Regions from separate parts of the Zea mays genome. Here region 2 is linked to region 1. Evidence: chromatin contacts called from public Hi-C data. All regions are on one chromosome and are shown on one strand. Each heading gives the region's core, a stretch centred on a gene start, on an enhancer-like site or on the middle of the called end of the contact. The rest is flanking DNA. Distances are from core to core; before and after follow the strand shown. Region 1 holds the start of LOC103634790. Region 2 holds the start of LOC541809 (glucose translocator 1).

Region 1 (4,077 bases), core at 425-2,924:
AGCATAGTAGAGAACAAACAGTAGCTTCAGGACAGGTTAATTATTATGAGACAAAGGAGCTAATTATTTTAGAAAAGAGAGTGACAGGCTATTTTAGGACATAGGTTAATTATTTTGAGAGGAAGGCGTCAAGGATAGAGAATAAGCAGTTATTTTAGGAGAGAGAGAGAGAGTAAACAGTTTCCTGTTCCTGGTCAACCGTACTTGCGTGCTATCGACCGTCGGATTCTTCCAACTTTGGAGTGGTGGAACCGTCCAAGCATTTCCATCCTTTTTTCACGGTCCATAATTCATCAAGATATTCTTTTTTTGAGCAGTCACAGTCACGTCACTGGGTCAGCGTCCTTCCGTCGGCCACATGTGTCACTGTCATCGCCCATCTCCATCCACGCAACCATCGTTGCATTATTATCTGTCTTTCTGGCTTTACTGTTTATCATTTTATTAATATAATTAATAATTAATATAATAACGTTATATACTTGCTTGCTTATTTGCTTTTTCTACCGAAGCGAGAAATAAATTCCAGGGACAAAAAAAGAAGGAAGAATCCATCTCCAGATTTTTTTTTTGATCTTCTTCTCCCCTTGCTCTGAACCTTCCTCCCAAGTTTTTTCCACGCCCCCTGTTTTTTCACCCTTCTAAAAACTTTACATCCAGGTCAAAAAAATGGGTGCCCGCTCGCTAAGGTTAGCCAACAAAGGTAAAAATAAAAAAAAGGAAGGCTAATCGACTGGCTGCGGCTGCCTGGGCCCTGGGGATGGCCATCAGACGGCGGGCATGGTCTCGTGGCGCAGGGCCGCGAGATCCGACGGGCCACACGCGTCGTCGCCGCCGAACGCGAAGAGGCCGGCGCCGAAGCCGTCGTCGTCCCACGCGGCGGCGGCGGCGGAGGCAGCGGCCGCGGCCGCGGCCTCCGGCGAGTAGCCGCCGAAGCCGCCTCCGTCCACGATCTCGTCCTCGAAGCCCCAGATCTGGCCGTCGAGCGCGGGCGGGAACGGCGCCCCCGCGCGCCCGGCCTCCTCCTCCTCCGAAGAGGAGGCGGGCGGCAGCCCCAGCTCGTCGTCCGAGGCCTCGAGCAGGAAGCCCAGCTCCGGCGCCGGCGCCGGCGCCTCCGCGGCCTCGTCGAAGCTGGCTATCTCCTCCTCCAGGCTCCGCATGACCGACGCTAGGTCGCCGGCCGCGGCCGCGTCGGTGTCGTCCTCCAGCATGTCGAGCAGGTCCTGCGGCCGCAGCCTCTTGGCGTCGGCCTGCGGCGAGCCCTCCTCTCCGCAGCCGCCGGCGACGAGGTCGCCCGCCTCCCGCGCCCGCTTGTGAGAAGAGTTCTCCATGGAACGAGCTCAGAGGAAAGGGGGATGACTTGATTTTTTCTCTCTCTCTCTCTGTCTCTCTCTATTTCCTTGCTCCTCCCTCTCGCTGCGTTCGCGTACGCCGAGCAAGGCAAGGCACAAGCCAGCCAGGCGAGCGAGCGTGACGAAGGCGATAACGCGAGGGCAGAGACGCAAGAGTACAAAAGGCGAGGTGTTTTGCGCAGCGACGCCGAGTTGGGGGGGCCGGCTTATATAGCCCTGCCCGTGGTGGGTGGCTCTGCGGACGACGTTTCTCGCAGGGGGTTTGCCGCAAAAATCGCTCGCGCGGTTTGGTTTGGTCTGGTCTGGTGCGGTGGTGGCGGTGCAGCCAGGGAGTAGTACTACTGCTTGTTAGCTTATCTTTTGCTAGCTTTTTCTTTATTTGGTTGCCGGTTGGGGGCTGCGCGCGCCGCGACGAACGGACACGGACACGGACACGGACGGACGGGGACTGTGATGGGTGCGCGCGCGCCTGGCTGAGGCACCGCACGCCATCTGGAAGGCGGAAGGCCCGGCCGGGTCGCGTGGCCGTGGCCGTGGCCGCCCGCGCCTGCCTATTTTGTTTTGTCCACGCCCTCCCTAGACTGGAATACTGGATGGGTGGTGGATTGGGGCGTTTGAACGGCGACGGCCACCTCCGATATTTCTGTCACGGTTTTTCTTTTCTGACCTTTGAAAAGCCATCCATCCGTCTGTCTGGCTGACTGGCTGGCTGTATTGGTTAGCGGTGGGGGGGGGGGGGGGGGGGGGGGGGGTCTTTAGCTCGGGCGGGTCTCTTTTTAGCTTGGAAGATGAGGTGGAGCCAGCTATATTTTTAAAGGCGTATTATTCCCGTCTGAAAAAGATTTCGAGGACGTGCTTGCATGGTGCGGTCAGCAATAACCCGGTCAAAAATCCGTTCAGAGACAGGTAGGTTCTGAACCTCACAGATTTTCTGCTGTTGTGTGTTTTATGAACTTCACACACTGTATAATATATATGGTCGGTAATAAAATTTATAAACTGAGAAACTATATACTCCCTCTGTATTTATATAAGGTGTAATCATAAGCACCTCTAATTTAAAGGCCAAGAGATATATTTAATTCTCTCTCTAGTGCTATTGTTACATGCATGTTAAAAGGGAGCACGTCTTTTATAATACGACTAAAATAAAAAGTAGTTACAATTCATATACCGGAAATAGAGGGACTAGATAAGAGGAAAAGTATTATCAGTTCTTCTTCTGTAAATCCTGCATTTCGAAGGGTTGTGTCCATCCGTGTGTCTTAAGATTCGACGCGCCGTACGCATATGACCGCAGGACCACCGGGAGCCAAAAGCCAACCCAACCCGATCCAAATGTACGGTGCACCCAACCACCTAGGCTAGGCTAGGCCACGCTCCGAAGCCAGGCAGCACCAAGCATGTGACCCACCCACCCACCCTTCCCCCTGCGAAACCCAGCTCTCCCAGGGTCCGCGGCGCAAAACGGTGGGTGGACTAAAAACCGACCCGCCCAGGGGCACTTTTCCGAATACAATTAACCGCGAGAGGCAGCGCGGGATAACGAATCGTGGCGGGGGTCTATGCGCAAAAGGCGTGGGGGGCGTCGAGATCGGGACTCTGGGGCCATCCGGCACGAGCGTGTCGCTTTTTTTTTCCCGTCCCCCGGTTTTTCTGGTTTGAATTCGATTCTCGGGTCCGCTATCTGCTGCGGTTCAAGTCCGGCGCCCTGCACGACTCGCGTCCGCGAGCGGAGCCCAGAGCCGACAGCGATTCTGCTTTGCTCGGCTTGAGCCTTGAGGTGCCCAACGGTCAGCACAGCAGCTAGCCTTCGCGTCTGGTCTGGGTGGGTTAGCCGTAGCCCGTAGCCCCGCTCTCGTTGTACTATAGCTTTTGTTTGGCCCTGGTCCACGTTTAGCTAGCGGTAGGCCGACGTGCGGTTAGGTTCCCATACATATACCGCCATCAACCACGTGACCCCCGGCCTACCACACCACCAACCGCGGCTCGTCAGCCGTCGCCACCCTGCCCCAGCTAGCTCATTGAGCCGCTTCGGGGGGCTGCCTCCTCGGGTTGCGCGCGAGCGCCAGCCGCGAGCCAGACGTGCCTGCCAGCCGGCGAGTGCAGCGGGCACCAGGGCTCCGGGCAGAACACAACACAACACGTCGGCGCGTGCCCCCCCCCCCCCCCCCCCCCCCCCCCCCCGTGCGGCTGCTGGCTTGTGGCCCCACGTCCGTTTCATCCTCGCGTCGCGTACCAGTCCGGCCCCGCACCGCCCCAGGCTGACGATGTTGTGGAGCCCACCAACGGGCTAGGCGAGAGCGGTGGGCTTACCCGCTGTACGTGTACTCACTGAGACTGGACCCGGTTTTTGCAGGAGATGTTTCCGTTCTACCCCCGCCAGATCCGCCGCCGCGAGACGACGAGCCCGGGTTTGCCGCGCTTCGTCGGCATCGCTTCATCCGAAATCCGCTGTTGCTCGTACGTGTCACCTAATGTCTATACGTCCATAAGACGACGACAGCACTCTGCGCTCTCTTCAAGCTCGCTCTAACTTGACCACCGTAGTTCGATCGCACGCACTAAAGAGGAACTATAACTTGACCACTCGTCCATTTTATGAATTTAAACCAGAAAGGTTGTAATTATGAAATCTTTCGAAAAAAAAGTCAAAAAGAAGGGGAAAAAAGACGGTTTATTGCGCGGCTGCTCGTGTCTGGTGGTGCTCAAGTGCTGTTTCACT
Region 2 (4,077 bases), core at 406-2,905, 840 kb before region 1:
AGAACCCCCAGTAAAAGAACCTAGTGTTGCACCAGCCAAGGATGTGCTAACCACCCACCCTGAGTAACAAACACATGTCTAGTGAACCATATGGCAAGCACAGAAGCAACTGTTATCATTGAGTGATTATAGACATCTATCTTCTACTATAGAAAACATGACAATTGTATTTCTTGGCAAAAAAAAAAACATTACGTGGCACAATCAATCCAAATGTCAGATGTTCCTTTACAAACACCAAGAAAAAGTATTAAGTTGAGCATGTAAAAGTATGCCATACCCTGCAAGACAGCATTTTCAGCAATCCCAAGATCCTTCGCGAGATATTCAAGTGCGCCATTGACCACACTACATTCCATAACACGGATTCATGCTATTAACTAACAGTTTTTGTGTCCACAACAGAAGTGCAGAAAAGATGTAACTGTTATACTTCCAGCTCATTATTCATTTTTGTCAATTAAAATGCAGTAAATTATGCTTCATCCAATTGTGCTTAAGAAACAAGCATCTTGTAGCAGCAATAAAGTACATACCCAAGATGGTAACCAAACAGAATAGCCCCCAAACAAGCAACGCCAACATATGGCAGAACATGTCCTGAGGATTTAACTTGAACCTTCTCCAATGGAATATCTTCAGGGTCAACTGTAAAAGGATAGTCAAATGAGTTGAGAGAATGCAGAGACTGAACATCATCTGTCATTTAAACTTGCAGTAGAAAAGTGTGCAGATGAAAAACATCTGCAACACTGAAGGTGATATAGTAATCTACCCACATCACCTTCCGTTATGGGTCACACAAAATACATGGACTCCATAATCATGCAGATTCCTCTTCTACAAGTACCCGCTTTCTCTGGTTTCTAAAAAGCGACTTAATTTAATTGTGAGTGGCAATGCTCCTGCCTTTCTTAAAAACAAATATTTGCACTATTCAAAATTACAAATAAAAATTGCATTCATAGTAGAGGCATTCAGCTCAGGATCATCACCCCCACAGGGTTCAGAGGGACCATAACACATATTATGACGCCTCAAAAACCTGAATCAAATAATAAGCACGGCAGGTCCCCAACTAACCACCACCCAGGACGATCACATCAGCATATCGAGATAGTGAAAATGCACCGCGTTTCGATGAATACCCAACGCAAACACAACAACGGTGCTGAGCATAAAACATGGACTACCAAATCCATCGACCTCTAGATCCAATATCACGATCCCCTGGCAGCTGTCACAGAATCTAACTGCAGTCAGCAGTTACATTACCCCCTCTCCCGGAACCAACCCCCCCCCCCCCCCCCCCCCCCCAGCCCCAGTACCACAAGCGTGTGTTCGTGACACCAACCCCAACCGAATCGATCCACAAGTACAATGCATCAATCTTATCCGTAGCCCGAGACGCACCTGCCGCCGTGGCTTGCAAGCGCCCGTAGCGCGGGCTCGCGCGGAAGAGCCCCCCGACGCCGCCGCGCAGGTTGGCCATCTCGAGGCCGGCGAGATCCGCCGCCCGCGACCTCAGGCCGGCGCACCACCCATCGTTGCCCGTCGGCATCCGCACGCTGCAGGGGTTGACCGCCGGCAATCTCCGATCGCCGCTCCACGAAGCGACGCACCCGCCGCCCGTTGCAGCGCAGCGCATCATCTTCTTAATAACGGTGGTGATTGTTCCTGCGATCGCACACCACCACCACCATCACCATAAATAGAAATAGGTAAAAAAAAAATTCAACAGTATGGCGCTGAGTTGGCAGTGGGTAAGCGACTACAGGTTCGGAAGAGTGGCGATGCTTCCGTTTGGGGATTTCGAAATGCGATTATAAGATAGGACGACGAAGGAGACGAAGAGGACGATGCCTTCGCAAGATCCGATAGTTAAGCAGCGGATGGGGCCGGACTTCTTTCAACGCAGGAATTTCGCTGGAATGTGTGTACGAATTTCACACGATAAAAAACAGAAAACGAAAAAAAAACTCGAAATCTACTTATCTAAAGGAATCCTTACTTTTTTTTTCTAAAGGCTTCCTGCTGATGGCTACATGACTCGGAGGACTTACCGTGCTGGCAACGACATCGACGCGTGCACCTGATGAAATGAAAGGGTCCAAAAATCAATAACAGCAAATTTTAGTAGGCTTACAACACAACACTGGTGACGTGGGTGAGCCGATAGTCGGTATGGATTGGCTTGACTCGACGACTTTAACACAACACGGTGGGGGTACAGTTGCTCGTCGGATGAGAACCTCCCAGGATATTGTTTTTATGAAACCCGTCTTTTTTATCATCAAGCTCCTTCGGCGTACTTAGAACATCTACTACAATACCTTAAACTCGTACCTCAAAATTTTACTTAGCTATTTTTGTATGAAAATTCTATTATCTAATAAATATGTGACATTGATTTATGTATCATAAGTTATGATATATGTGACACTTAATACTAGCACATATTTGAAAATGCATCTGAATTTGTCCTTAAATACATGTGAGACAATGTCAATACTCAGCAGTTGTGTTTTTTTTAAAGCAAGCTTACCAAATGAGTTATTTCTGTGATCTATCATGTTTTTAGTTAGAGCTGTTAGGACTGCACACCTTGCCCGGTGCAAAACACCGATGACACTAGACGTGTCTATAGGATAAGCTGCTACGATATAACAAATTCTAGAGGATAAAAAATCATATATTTTCCTATGAGTGTCTGTTGTTCTTAAAGATTATAACTTATTAAAATTAACCCGGGCTAGTTATTATATGGTATGAGATTTATAAAAAGGTTTCCTTAAAATTTAAAGATAAAAATTATAATTGCTTTCGTTGAGAGTTGAACTCAAGACCTCCCGCTTACTAAACGGGTGCTCTAACCAACTGAGCTACGAAAGCTGTTGTTTTTCTTAAAAATTATAATTACTTTCGTTGAAAGAAATATTTTCTTCTAAAATATATTATTCTGCACAGCAAAAACTACTCCAACAATACCTCATTTTATAAAATTCAGTCAAAAAATATAGGGCACTCTCTCAAATGTCTCAAATATACTACACCGTAGTGGTCTGCCGTATAATATATGTTTGAGGCTTTACTGTCGAAGCATAATATTTTGTTGATACCCTAAATTCAATAAAATTTACTCATTTCTAAATTATAGGTCATTTTAATATATCACGCTATTGGAGATGCTCTTAGTTAATCTCATTTCTTTTTTATACCTTATGTACCTGTTTCACATTTAGTGTCGCCCTTATAATAGTCTCACCCTTCATATGTGTACCTATCATTTAGTGCCTACCTCCACGGTGGCTCCCTTTGTGTCTTCATCGAAGTCCTCTTTAGCTCCTAACTACACTATGAAGTCTCATGTGGCACATGTCTACACTCGACGGGTCATAGAGCCTTCTATGGTGATATCCTCTCCTGTTGAGTCATCTCCTTCTGATGATTCGCCTCCTACTCCCTCTCTCACCTGTTGAGCCATTTCTCATTGCTAATTCTCTACACGAGTCATCTCTTAGATGGAGCCAACGTTTTCGTCAGTCACCTGATCGATGCTCTCCATCTGGTTTTGTTGCTACCGTTCTTTTTTAGCTGACTTCTTAACATGATGATATTCTTTATTAGGAATGACAACATATGATGGCTAAGGAGATTGTTGTTCTTGAGCACACTGTCACATGAGAGTTGGTCCCTTGTCCACCACATGTTCGTCCTATCACTCGTAAGTGGGTCTATAAGGTTAAGACTCACTTTGATGGGTCCCTTGAGCGCTATAAGGCTCGACTAGTCGCTCAACAAGAGCATGGTCGACATTACAATGACTTTTGCACCTGTTGCTCATATGACCATTGTTCAAATTACTCTTCTTATTGAGGTGTTTGTTCATAAGTGGTCCATCTCTTAGCTTGATGTGAAGAATTCATTTCTTAATGGCGAGCTGTGTGAGGAGATGTATTTACAGCCACCACCTAGGTATTCTATTCCTAAGGGCATGGTTTGTCATCTTCATCGCTCTCTTTTATGGCCTCAAGTAGGCTACACGTTCTTGGTTTCAGTGTTTTGCTTCTGTGGTCA

The links. A called contact is a pair of places that touch in the nucleus more often than the background predicts.
Region 2: a Hi-C map of tassel shows a contact between it and region 1, with 4 times the contacts expected there. The contact joins the promoter of LOC541809 here to the promoter of LOC103634790 in region 1. A contact is called at or near these places in 2 of 25 Hi-C or Micro-C datasets (ear and tassel).

Annotation. Positions count from the first base shown.
Region 1 is chr8:12,353,999-12,358,075 of Zm-B73-REFERENCE-NAM-5.0, reverse strand. LOC103634790 reads right to left here and starts at 1,674. Exons shown (of 1, transcript XM_008657382.4): 1 at 480-1,674. The coding sequence starts at 1,331. The coding sequence ends at 768.
Region 2 is chr8:13,193,200-13,197,276 of Zm-B73-REFERENCE-NAM-5.0, reverse strand. LOC541809 (glucose translocator 1) reads right to left here and starts at 1,655. Exons shown (of 13, transcript NM_001319776.1): 1 at 1,414-1,655; 2 at 537-648; 3 at 281-348; 4 at 1-59. The coding sequence starts at 1,651. It overlaps TRNAT-AGU (transfer RNA threonine (anticodon AGU)), which reads right to left and starts at 2,892; the gene lies at 2,819-2,892.